2 separate regions of the Mus musculus genome follow, and region 2 is linked to region 1. Evidence: chromatin contacts called from public Hi-C data. All regions are on one chromosome and are shown on one strand. The core of a region is the stretch at or near the end of the contact, and the rest is flanking DNA. Distances in the headings are between cores, read along the strand shown.

Region 1 (7,000 bases), core at 1,036-3,535:
TTTTCTTTCTAGTTTTAAAATGATTTGATTTCTAAGTACAGATATGAAACACTAGGGACTAAGAAATTCCAGGCTTTGCTAGTCATTTGCTGTGTCTGAACAAAGCACTCTTGGGAGTTATGGGCACAATGCCCCATCAGAAAACATTACCTGACGACGACAACCTACAACGTATCTTGGTCCATTTGTTGCTTTAACGATGACTAGAACAAATTGAAAAACAAAGTTAGAAAACAAATACATCTACATCTATGGTGAGTGTAGTTTTATGTCTGACCACTAAGAACAGTAAATACAAAATTTAGCTTATGTAAACAAAGACCAACTCCTTGTATTGTTGTCATTAGAATACTAGGCACTTCATGGCTATCCTGATGGGTTATTAAATAAAGGCACTTACTCCCAAGCTCATTGATCTTACTCAGGCCAATCTCTGGGTCCCATCTTACATGGCAGAAGCAGAAAAGCAACTCCCACAGTAGTCCTTTGATGCATGCACACACACATGCATACACATATACACATGAGTGCAGGGGACACAGACATAGAGACAGACACACATACATAAATAGATGAATTAAGAATTAGAAGGGCTGGAGAGATGGCTCAGCGGTTAAGAGCACTGACTGCTCTTCCTGAAGGTCTTGAGTTCAAATCCCAGAACCCACATGGTGGCTCACAACCATCTGTAATGAGATCTGACTCCCTTCTCTGTTCCTCTGTTCGCTGTCTGAAGACAGCTAAGTGTACTTACAAAGAACAATACATCTTTAGAGTGTGTGTGTGTATGTATGTATATACACACACACACACACACACATATATATGTATATATGTATGTGTATATGTATATATATGAATGAATTAAAACAGCCTTCCATAATGTCACACATGCCTAAAATTCCAGCACTGGAAAGCAAAAGGCTTGTGAGTTCAAGGCCAGTCTAGTCTACATAGGAAGCTGCATCCAGAGCTACATAGAAGTACCTGGCCTCAAAAATCAAAATAAAATGGGCATTTCAAAAGCTGGCAAAGAACTGGGGCTTTTTATTTTTTAATAATTAGTAAGTTAATCCACTTACATTTTTCTTCTGTTAACTGTTTTAGCACTTCACCTACAATCTGGAAAAGAAAAAAGGGGCATTACCTTTTGCCAATAGCTTAGAAATGGCAACATACTTTCAAACTTTATCACCTACCTGTCCAACACTTTGTAGTGCCTTCAAATCATTTTCAGACTTTTCATACTGCTTGGTAAGTTCTTTTAATTGTTCCCTTACTGAAATAATAAAATTTTGACATTTTAAATTAAACAACTGCATAAAATTTTTTACTTAGGTCTCTTTTACCTTAGGTTTCAAACCTACTGTTTCAAACCACAAAATAAGATTTTTTTTTCCAGTTTGTAGTGGATAGGTGGCATGTTTTAAAATGAAATGTAACAGAGAAAGTATCATATCTATTTTCTTGGTAGGAAATATTTTTAAGTTACATTTTTAACCGATAGTGACATCCTGCCACCTTCAGATTTGCTACAAAACTAAACGATAAGGTGAATCAAGCCTCCCATAGCTACACTAAGATCACCTGGCTTACTCTGGTTGTCCATACTAAATTAAGTCAACCAACGCAATTCTTCACCGAATCCTAGGCTGCGGTATTCTCTCATTTAATTAAATCACGCAGGGTTTTCAAAACGTGAATGTTCAGGGTATACAGAAAACTTGGTACTCAGTATGACGCCTGAGGGAAGACGAGAAAGGCTATTACAACCACTGAGCCCCCTTCTACCCCAAGTACAAGCCGCCTCCGTGAGTCCCGCGTCCGGCTGGAGCTTCTTTGACTCAAGCGTCCTCCCATCCCCGGGTCCCGAGACTCCAAGCCTGCCTTCCTGCACCCGGAATATGTCCCCAGCCCACTTGTACCTCACTCCTCTAATCTTCCCCTCTTCCACCTCAGAACTGTGGCTGTTCTCTATGCCACCGGACTGGGACTGGGGCCATACCCACGGCCGAGGCGGTGCTGCACCCCAGCGCGGGGCGGGATGACAAAGCGCCTCGTCCCTGGACTCGGGCCTTCCCAAGCCAGGCGCTGTTTTCGGGCTCAGCCGAAGCCTCCGCTCTATCAGAGACCGAAGCCGGTCCAGGCACTAGAGAGTGTGTCAAGGCTCACTCACGCTCCTTAAGACGGCCGTCAATCTCCTTGTGCTCTAGCAGCTTCTTGCGATAGTCCTGAAGCGCCTTATCTCTAGGGTCCGCCATGATGAGAAGCCGTCGCTCATAGGGGATGCCGGGAAGGGCCATGGCAGCCCGGGCGGGGGAGGGGGCGGGGCGAGGGCGCAGAGGCGGCCTGGGGCGGGACCGTGACTGGCTCCGCCCCTTCCGGCTGGCCCGCCTCTGGCTCCGGGCGCCGAAGTCAGTCACCTAGAGCGGCAGAAAGCCTCGAAAGCGCAGAAGATCGTCTCCGGTCACACTGTCCCCTGCAGGCCAGAGTGAGCAATGCCTGACTTAGCTACTGGCTGGCTCAATATTAAGTCACTGCTTTCTTAGAACGCCAAAGGATCTGTAATAAACTGAAAAGCAAGAGGAAATGACAAGATTTTTTTTTTTTTGAGACAGTGTCTTGTAATCCACACTGCCTTAGCACTCATTCTGCAGCGCTGGGCTTGAACTCTGGTCCTCCCCCCCCCCACCACCGGCTTCCTAGTGGAATTACAGGCAAACTCGAACATTCAGTATGTGCTGTGTGGAAATCGAATTCAGAGTCTCCGGCATGCTAAGCAAGAGCTTTCCCAACTGAGTCACATTTTCAAATTCAGCCTTTTTCTTTCCCAAATTATTTATTTTTATTTATGTGTTTATGTGTGTGCCTTAGTGTATACCTTAGGAGGGCAAGTGCTCACAGAAGCCAGTAGAGGGCATCGGATTTCTTGGCTCTGGAGTTACAAGCAGCTATGATTTAAAAAAAAAAATCTTATTTATTTTATGCATATAAATATCTTGCCTGCATGTATGTGTGTGCAGCACGTGTGTGCCTGGTGCTGGAGGAGGTCAGAAAAAACCACATGATTCCCCTGAAACTGGAATTATAGACGGTTGTGAGCCTCTATGTGGATACTGGGAACCGAACCCAGATCCTCTCCAAGAGCAACAAGTACGAATACCCTTTGAGCTATCTCTCTAGGCTCAGTGACTGTGTTCTTTTAAATTATTATTGACAGGCTGGGAGTGTACCTTTGGTAGAGTATTTGCCTAGCACACAGAAGCCCTGAGTTTATTAACCCCCAGCACCCTAAAACTGAATGAATGCACTCCACAAACACACAGAGATCTTTAGGAAGAGCCGGAAGCTCACATAACCAGTAAACCACTTTCCAGCCCAAAGATGCAGCCTTTTGATATCAATTGCATGAGCATAAGTAGGAAATTTTCAGTTACCCAATAAAGCACTGACCTGCTTGTAATCAGAATATTAGAAAATATTCTAACATGTAATAAGGAAATTAGAAATGATTTGAATAGGGGCCAGAGAGATGGTTCAGTGGGCAAAGGCGCGCTTGTCATGGAAGCCAGGTGACCTGAATTGGATTCATGGGACCCACTCAAAGTTGGCATGAGGTCCACATGCACAGATGCATAAATGATAATAAATCATAAAAATACCTTAATGTAGTAAATGCTACAATTGAAATAAAAGGATATTGTGGGATAAGGAGGAGAATAAATTTTGAACATGTCTGAGAGCAGAAGGGGCCCCATTATGCCACCACGTGGAGAGCCTTCTGAAGAGATTAAACAGCAAGTGCATGATTCTAAGGTAGCAAAGAGTTTGTCTCACTTCTATCAGAGAAAGGAGGCCAGCAGAACTGGAAGGAAATGGGCTAGAGATGTAGAACACAAGATAAAGTTTCTGCAGCGACCAAGGTAGGAACTTTGAAGTCTGCTAGGACTATCTCAGATCTCTGTGGTGGAGGGGTGGTGATATCTTGATGTCTTCATAAAATCAGCATAATTGTACATATGTAAAAAGGTTGTCATGGGTATTAAATAGACAATATAACTAAAGATGTTAATCCAAAATGTGGCATATGGTAATTGTATTCTTTTAAATTGTTATTCTCATGCTGGGAGTATAACATTGGTAGAATACTTGCCTAACGTACAGCTGAGTTTAACTCCCAGCACCCTAAAAAAAAATGAATATGCTTTACAAATACATGTACAGTTATGTGAATTAATGCCTAAAGTGACAGTCTTCCAAATTTTCTTGGAGAAAATGGTGTGGTTATTATGTGAATTTTCTGTTGTATTTTTTTTTTCTAAAACTGGCTTTTGAAGGAGACAATAAGTAAATAAAGTGACAGGGAGTGTCCTTTCTCCCACACTATTTTGATCAAGTGAGTAGGTTCATACCAATATATATCAATTCTGACATCAAGAAGAAAAGACAAGGCAGAATATAAAAGGCAGTCCAATTTATATGGCTCAGCAAAAATATATGCACGCAGAGGCTGGAGAGATAACTTAGCTGTTAAGAGCACAGGTTACTCTTCCAGAAGACCTGGGTTCCATTCCCAGCACCCATATGGTGGCTCACAATCGTCCCATAACTCCAGTCTCAGGACGTCCAGTGGTCTTTTCTGGCTTCCCTGAGCACCAGGCATCCAAGTGGTACATATACGTATATGCAGACAAAACATCCCATACACATAAAATAGAGTACAAGTTTATTCTCCAAGGTTAAACAAAATTACATGAGCATAGATCAGAATGTCATTTCAACATCGTCTTCGTCAGTCTTTTTAATTCTGGGTTCTTTTTCCTCTTACCCATTTGGCAAAATTCTAACCTCAGCTGAACTTTCTGTGTTTCTCATGCCCACAGTAACCCTATTCTGTTGTGTGTGTATGAAAAAGTAACTCAATTTGTAAATATATACTCATATACGTGATTAAATGTTTAGTGTCTTTTCTCACTCCCTGTAGAAAGCCCAAGAACTTACGCAAAGATGGCGACTGTTTATTGCTCATGGATACATGTAGGACACTGTCTGAGAACATAAACTACATATCTATCTATCTATATATATATATATGAATTAACATATATTTATATATAAAAATATGTAAATGATATTAAGCACCGTGAAAGATAAGCAGATATATTTAACAAAAGTGTCTATAGAGAGATAGCTCAGTATGTACTTTACATTGAACCACAAATACTTCATGTCACAGTTTTGCTGGCTTAGCAACTTAGGAGCAAACCCAAGTTTGCTTTCCAGTATCCACATCTTGTGGCTCACAACATCCTGTAACTCCAGCTCCAGGGCATCTAGAGTCCTCCACAGGCAACTGCACTCATGCATGTGCACTCGTGTGAGTGCACACACACACACACACACACACAGACACAGACACACACAATTAGAAGTAAAATTAAATAGAAAAAAATTCTAAGAAATCTCACCAGTACTCAAAGAAGTTTAAATATCAGAGCAGAATAGAAAAGATATGAAAATATAGAATATTATTAGTTTATTTGGGAATCATTAAAAGAGGACTAAAGAAATGGCTTCAGGGGCTAGAGAGATGGCTCAGTGGTTAGGAGCATTGACTGCTCTGGCAGAGGTCCTGAGTTCAATTCCCAGCCAACATATGGTGGCTCACAACCATCTGTAATGGGATCCGATGCCCTCTTCTGGTGCGTCTGAAGACAGCTACGGTGTACTGATATAAATACAATAAATATAACTTTAAAAGCTAAAGAAAGAAAGAAATGGTTCGATGGTTAAGGCACTGGCTGCTGTTGTAATGGATCAGAGGATGGGGTTTGATTCCCAGGACTCACAGGGAAGCTTACAACCCTCTGTATTCCATTTGGACTCCAATCCCGGGGATCCATCGCTCTCTCCTGGCCTCCGTGGGTACGGCACACAAGCACATCACGCACACATACACATGTAGGTGAAACACTCATACACAAAAATATACTAAATATAATGTTTTAAAAATTAAGTAACAAAACAGATTTAAGCCTTCATGAGGCACACATAGTCTTCTAATCTATCTACCCCTTTAACTTAGGACTGCTGAGTAGAGTCATTTTAAAATGTGTTCACAGCTCTGACACTTAACCAATTTAGGAAATGGAGCCTAATTACTCTTGCACAGTCTAGTGATTCTTCCTGATGATTAAAGTGGATGTGACAGCATACAATTGCAGAGACTAGGCTATTAGACAAACAAACAAACAAACAAAAAACCAGAAAGCAAACTGAGGCTGCCTTTAGACTCTCCCCTGGAACACCTGCTCTGGAAGAAGCCAGCTGCCATACCATGAGGATACAGCAACAGTTCTACAGAAAGCCCTGCAGGGAAAGAGCAATCAACAGGGAACCAAGGCCTCCTGCCAACAGTTATGCAAATGAGTTATGTTGGCCACAGATGTCCAGCCCTAGGACAACTTCAGATGAATGCAATCTTAGTCTTGATTGCAACAGCATGACACTGAGTCACCTACTCAGCTCACTCAGGAGCTCCTGAATGGCTGCCCCAGCAAAACTGAGATGAAGTGTTTGTGGTTTAGTGTCACTAAAATTACCAGTAAATTGTTTCACAGTGACAGGTACAACAGAAACTACTTTTTTAAGACAGAGAGTCGGAGGAGGGAGGGAAGGAGGGAAGGAGGGAAGGAGGGAAGGAGGGAGAGAGGGAGGGAGGGAGGGAGGGAGGGAGAGAGGGAGGGAGGGAGAGAGAGAGGCAGATAGTACCAGATAGGCAAGTAGCAACTACTTTTGCTAACATACCACCTATGACCCTCAAGGTTTTGTTTAGCTTTTTTCTTTTGATGTAGTTTTCCTTAGACTTAGCTTCCTAAAAAATGGGGCTCCTGGCATGCACCGTGCCACCAGGCCAAAAAAATTTTGTTGTTGTTGTTGTTGTTGGGAATGGAAAACAGATGCAGCCCAATGACCCCTAACTTTGGATTCTTCAGTCCCA
Region 2 (6,932 bases), core at 419-2,918, 380 kb before region 1:
CAGTAATAGATTCTTCCCTGTAGTTTAAGCCAGGTCTACCCACAGGTTCTTAGTCCCAATAACAGTGCCAGGACTGAGTTTCAACTTGTGCACTGGGCCTTAAATCCAATCAGAGAGTTATTGGCTATTACCAAGCCATTCATATTGTTACTCCTATAGACTAGCGCCTTCTCTATCCTCATCAGAGATGCTTTTTCATTGCAGTAAATGACAAATACTACAGAAACACAACTGGACAAAGTGGAGAAAATAAGAGATCGAAGAGCGCTTAGCCCCAAATGGGACATCTCTCTTGTGACAGGGCAAGACAGTGCAGAGGCTCCATCTGGTGATCTTACTGAGGCCATTTGGCTTTAATTAAAATTCAATCTCCTTAATGGAGAGTCATGTGTAAAATTACCCAACTCTATTCTAGGAACTTGAGGTCAAGATGCCCCAACTACCTCATCTTAGCTTCTTTTAAACTGGAACAAAACAACAACAACAATAAGAAAAACCTTACCACCACAGACCACTACCACACCCAGCTATAATAGGTCAAGACACCAGGATGCAATCTTCTTATTTATTTATTTATTTATTTATTTATTTATTTATTTATTTATTTACTTATCTATCTATCTATCTATCTATCTATCTATCTATCTGCCTTTAAAATCCCCTTATTCTGAACACTCCCAGTGCTACATACACTTAGATCCTAAATACCAGCATGTAGTCTCAGCCAGCCGGAATAAGGACATTCAATTGTCTATAAACTCTGGGGCCTCCCTGTACCAATATTACATTGTCTCCTCTGAAGGCTCAGGGATCACTGTGGAAAAAGGATCAAAAGAGTTGTAAGAGTCAGAGAAGGTGGATGACCACAGCCGTTTTTAAAGGCACAACAGGCCACTTGAAGTTACAGTCCCAGCTAAGAAGGTATTGACTGTTGATCGCTGTGGAGAGGATTTAGGGGAAAAAGGAATGAATATGGTTGAAATACACTATTCAAATTCTCAAAACACTAATAAAAAGTGAGGCAACGTAACTGTAAGACCCACGCTTAACCTGGAAGCCCATCCTACCCAAGGAGCAGGGAACTTCCTGGAATGCTGGGAGTTGTAGTTCTTGGAAAATAACAAAGCTACATGGTAAAATACAGTAGCCATATGGATTTATCCTTAAGTAACCCCTACAACACTTGTCTAGGCACCACTCAGCTGGGAATTCCAGGGAGTGGTCCTGACCAAAGCCCATCCTGGTCAGTATTTAATTAAAGCTTGCTTTGAATTTGGCTCCAGATTGTGGAACTGGTTTTTCTCTTGTGAATCTCAGGATTAACAGTAACAACTTAAAGTAGAATTTATATTCAGCATATCTGATCAGAGGATACCACCCTTGGCACTGGTGGACAGTTTCTGCTCTCCCTTGGCTGCTTGCCAGTCTTCCCTAAGATCTTCCTCTTTATCTCTCTATCTCTGACTCTGTCTCTCTCCATCCCCCCTCCCTCTCCCCCCCCCACCTCCATCTCTCCCATTCCCACCCAACCCCCACCCTTCTTCTCCTACCAGCCTTGACCTTCAATTTCCTTTTATTTTTCTCATGTAAAATAGCTCACCACAGCTAGCCCTGGATGAGGTGGGTGGAAAAAGGGAGGCTTCACCTTTCCCACCCAAGAAGTCTGCCAAGACACATTTCAGATCAAAGAGTCATCTGGCCTGTGTGAGTCCTACCACTCTGCTCCAGCTTAAAAGCAGCTGCAGCCCATCCCAGACCCGGCAGGGTGGGGTTTTTTCCTCACTGAATCCCAGCAGCATTGGTGGAAACAATATGCAGAATGAATTTTTAAAGGTCATTAACAGTTCTGAGTAAGTGCCATCCCAGCAGACTCAGCACCAAGTGAGTAGAAAGCAAACAGCCTCTTCTAAAACAGGAAAATGCAGTCACTCTCAGAAGGACAACAAAAGCAGCTTTCAAGTGTCAAGAAAAGGATGATGAAACTAAGGCATTGAATATGATCCGGGGTTTTATTAAATGCTTAAGTGCAAAAGACTTTAAGTAGGTTGGGCTGGGGAGAAATAAAAGCACTTCATGCAAGCATAAAGATATGAGTTCAAATCCCTGCAGTTCACATAAAGATCAAATGTGGCTGCGAATGCCTGACCCCAGTCAGATCCCCAGGACTGAGCAGCCAGTGTAGTTAAAAGAGTGGACTTCTGGGTCACTGAAAGATCCTGGCTCAAGGTACTAAGGGGAAAGCCACAGAAGGAGACTGACTTACATACATGCACCACACACACACACACACACACACATTCACATTAGCTTATTTTTAATATGGTTTTTAGCTCAATGGTCAGGCACTCCTAAGCCTTGTGTGGCTAATGTGCCTTTACCTTCACTCCCAGCTCAACATCTCTAATTCTTTTTTTTTTTTTTTCAATATATAAGTCTTTTATTCTCCCAAAAGAGCCCAAATTGTTCTTGTGGTCAGGATCTCGTTTCTGGGGCCAGGAACTGAGGCCTCCTCACTCGTCAGCCTGCTGCTGCACAGTTCCCTTCTCAGACACATAGATGCCGTCCAAAAACTTCCTGATATCCTTGTTTTTAACTGTTGTGGCTTGCTGAATCAGGGCAGCTGAATTTGAAACAAGTTCAATGTCATTTCCTTCAAGGATTAACTCATCCTTCTGGGCTTGAGAGACAGAACAAGCCACACCTGTCCTCATCCGAACCCTGCGGATGTATTTTTCACCCAAGAAATTTCGGATTTCAACCAAAGAGCCATTCTCCTGGATGACGACGTTGATGGGGAAGTGAGCGTACACAGACCGCATCTTGTATCGGAAGCCCAGCATGACACCTTTGATCATGTTCTGAACATGACTGCAGATGGTCCTGACGGTGGGGCCCCATCTACTGCGAGGATGAAGACCATTCTCAGCAATCAGACTGTGGACATTCCAGAGAATGTCGAAATCACTCTGAAGGGGCGCACAGTCATTGTGAAGGGCCCCAGGGGGACTCTGCGGAGGGACTTCAATCACATCAACGTGGAGCTGAGTCTCCTTGGGAAGAAGAAGAAAAGGCTCCGGGTTGACAAATGGTGGGGTAACAGAACATCTCTAATTCTGCCCTCAACTTAGTTATGTTTCTAATCTCCTGCCTGCTACCCCAAGTCAAGTCAGGGGAAACGGCCGATGACCACTCTGCCTGAAATCTCACATGGCTGATGACTATTCCTCTCTCTGAAACTCTTTTCCTCCTCCTGCATCTCTTAGCCTGCCTGCAGGAAAATGAACTCCTGCCTCTTCCTACCAGTCATTAGCCGCTAGCATCTTTATTGATCAATCAAGAACCAGTTGGGTGACAGGACCTTCAGCATTTATTCCTGATCAAAGCATCAGAACTACCCCCTACAGGAATGAAATTGATTATTGTTAAATTTATGGATATATTAATACGTGTGACAGACCACTAAATCTTATTGGGACAATTTGAATGTAAAAAGTGTTTTTGAATCTTATCACTCAAAAAGGTTAATTTTATTTCCTTAGAAATAGATATTTATATCTACATTGAATTCCTATTCACAAAGTGGCAAAAACTTAATCTTAACTGCTTTGATGTCCCATTTCCCCAGAGCTGTCTTTAAGTCTTGGGGGGGTATAGAAATTGGGAAGGCATCCAGATACAAGTACATAGAAACCCTGGAATACCAATTTATCCACAGTGGCATCCAGGAGTCATCCTGTTTCCTTCTGGTCTTCCTGATCATTTCACCAAGCACTGATACGTGATGGGAACCCACTACATTCTAACCAACTGTTAGAATAGCGAAATGTTGTGTTAGCAATACAGCCCGTTGGTAAAGGTACTCATTGAGCAAGCCTGGTGAGCTGATTCAGTCCCCAGAACCTGTGTAAAGGTCAAAGGAGAAAACCACCTCCACAGAGATTTCCTCTGACCTACACACATGCGTGCGCGTGCGCACACACACACACACACACACACACACACACACACACACAAATAGATAAATAAGGGTTTTAATACAGAAATATTTATTCTACAGAAGTTGATAGATTCTGTCCCAAACACTATGGTATCTACTAGACTTCTCCACCTCAGCTTTCCGCCTGTGGTCCTCCCAAACCTTCCCCGCACACTGGCATCTAGAGTTCGTAGAACCTGGTCAGTGACAGAGCCAACATATTAAATTGTCAGGGGTCTGTGTGATACCAATGTTGTATAGTACTCAATACTCATTCCCGCCAAACATCAGTAACATAATCCATTGGGCTAGGGGTATAACTCATTGGTAAAGAATGCGCCTAGAAAGAATGCCCTGAGTTCAATTGCCCAACACCACAAGATAATCAAGTTGGTTAGGAAAGGCTGAGTTAAGGGTTTCCTGTAGTCTAGGGCGCCACTGTAGTAGTGAAACAATAATCTCAGAGCAGTAGGCAAAGTGAGGGTATTTATAGGGCTTCGCTTTGGGATAGAATGTAAACCTTCCAATTAGAGGGTAGCTTGGTTAATATTAGATAAATATTGTAACATAATAATTAAGAATTGGTGTACTTGATAAAGAACTTTAAGACAAGGGTATTAAAGTCTTAGAGATGCAAACTAAATTCAGGAACATATCAAAAAAAATCATACACTGTGATCAAGTTAGAGATCCATGGGTGGTTCTGTATACATCAGTAAATCAGTAAATATTATAAATGATATACATATGAATAAATGAATTATTCTCAATATAAATGTTAACAACGAATTAAACTGGTGGCTGCACATGTATGCTTTATGTTATTCCCCAGTAGTTACACAGGCAAACCAATAGTTAATTAAAACTACACCTCAATAGCTGAGCAGTTAAATTATCTTTCTATGCTAATCTGGTTACCTCCCAGACCCACCCCATTATACTTGCATATTATTACTCATCTGGCTCTGAGCTTCAGGTGTATTTCCATGATCTCTCTCCAGACCCCTTCCTCGTACCTCCAAATCCAAGAATATACGGTAAGAACTGTTTACACAAACTTAACACAGGTGATTTTTGGTATAAGCATTACAATGCCCTGTCCCATTCAAACGAGATATTAGGACAGAGAAATCAGCATTTGAATAATACAAGGGTAAACTTTACACAGTGTATAAAAAAAACTATGCCTACATATGAGCTCAAGAACAGAAATTATATGGTCATATCAACAGATGTACAAAGAGGGGGGCAGATTTGGTAAAATTCAACTCCCTTCATGTTAAAAGTTCTGCAGTAACTCAGAATAAAAGAAATATATCTTCACTTCATTTTTAAAAAAGTCTGTTATTAAAAACTTACAGCCATCATTACAATAAATGAAGGGAAACACAAGCATTTCTATTAGATTCAGAGACTAGACAATGTGTCTACTTTCTCCACTCTCATTTAATATAGAGCTGGAAGTCTTAACTAGAGCAGCAAGACAGGAGAAATAAATAAAAAGGGTCTAATTAGGAAAGGAGAAGTCAGAGTATCTCTAATTTCAAGTGATGCAATTCCACCTAAGAAACCCTAAAGCATCCACTGGAAAACTTTTAGGACTGATAAACATTTCAGCAAGCAGCAGGATACAAAGTCAACATCCAAAAACCAGTAGATTGTCTATTTACCAAAAGCAAACATACTGAGGAAGAAATAATGCAAACAACTCCATTCAGAATAGTCTCAAGAAATAATAAAATACCTTTAAGTAAAGCCTGACCAATACCTCTATAAAAATACCAAAAGAAAGAAACCGAATAGACACTTGAAAATGGGAAACTTGCCCATGATCATGAGTTAGAAGAATCAGTATTGTAAAGGTAGTGATTTTACCAAAAACTATCTACAGATTCATGCAATTCTAATAAAGTTCCAGTGACATCCTTCACAGAAATAGAAGAAACAGCCAGGCCGTGGCACACACCTTTAATCCCAGCACTCAGGAGGCAAATGCAGCAGGATCTCTGAGCTCAAGGCCACCCTGCTTTACAGAGTGAGTTCCAGGACAGCCAAGATTACAGTGAAAAATTCTGTCTCAAAACAACACACAGACAGACAAAAATAATAATGAAAAAAATTTAAAGATCTTAAACTTCATATTAAAGCAAAACCAAACCAAACCAAACCAAAACCCTGATAGCTATAACAATCCTGAGCAAAAACAAATGCTATTGCAGAGGAACCACCAGACTTCAAGTTATACTAAGGAGATAGAATAATAAAGATGGCCTAGTATCAATACACAGACACATAGACCAATAGAACAGAATAGAAGACTCAGATTCAAATCCAGGAAAATACAACTGCCTGACATTTGACCAAGATTCCAAAAGCATACATTGGAGAAACGACAGCATCCTCAACAAACAGTGCTGAGCAGATGGAATATCTTCATGTAGAAGATTGAGATGAGATGCACCTTAAACATAAGTCAACTCCAAATGGATCAAAGGCTTCACCGTAAGATCTAAACTGAAGAAGTAGAGTTAAAAATAGGGATATTCATGAAGGCGTAAGCATAGATAGACTAGAGCTGCTCTCAACCTTGGTCAGACAGGCAGCAGTCAATGTTACAGGCTCAGAATTGGTCAAATTGCCAAGAAAAGTGACTGTTGAGTGTTCAACCTTAATGGAGCATTTAGGTTAACCTCGGGTGTGGTTCTTTGGGAACTGTCTGCCTTCGTTTTTCAAGCAGGGTCTATCACTTAGTTGGGGCTCACCCATTAGGCTAAAATAGATAGCTAAGCAGTGAGCCTCAGAGATTCATCCCTGACCCAGGGCTACAAGCATGTACCACCACACCAAGCAACAGCTGAACCAGCTAAACCAACATAGTGATCTGCTACCCTCAGACAAGACCAGCAGGTTTGATCACCGAGTCAAGAGACCATAATAAACAATTGCTGCTTGATAA

Evidence for each region. A called contact is a pair of places that touch in the nucleus more often than the background predicts.
Region 2: a contact with region 1 is called in a Hi-C map of uterus, with 4 times the contacts expected there. The contact joins the enhancer-like site here to the promoter of Psmc6 in region 1. A contact is called at or near these places in 2 of 39 promoter capture datasets (cranial neural crest and second pharyngeal arch cranial neural crest), 1 of 484 Hi-C or Micro-C datasets (uterus), 1 of 115 datasets of contacts at active chromatin or transcription factors (embryonic limb bud) and 1 of 9 other capture datasets (adipose tissue).

Annotation. Positions count from the first base shown.
Region 1 is chr14:45,325,109-45,332,108 of GRCm38.p6, reverse strand. Psmc6 (proteasome (prosome, macropain) 26S subunit, ATPase, 6) reads right to left here and starts at 2,285. Exons shown (of 14, transcript NM_025959.3): 1 at 2,177-2,285; 2 at 1,200-1,279; 3 at 1,083-1,122; 4 at 151-203. The coding sequence starts at 2,261.
Region 2 is chr14:45,709,302-45,716,233 of GRCm38.p6, reverse strand. It overlaps the pseudogene Gm7206. Among named protein-coding and RNA genes, the nearest start is that of A530076I17Rik, 44 kb to the right of the region's middle. Within about 2 kb of position 1,668, at least 13 of the 459 cell types and tissues checked have an H3K27ac peak or open chromatin away from gene starts, as enhancers often do. A contact at or near this core is called in uterus, where this site is marked.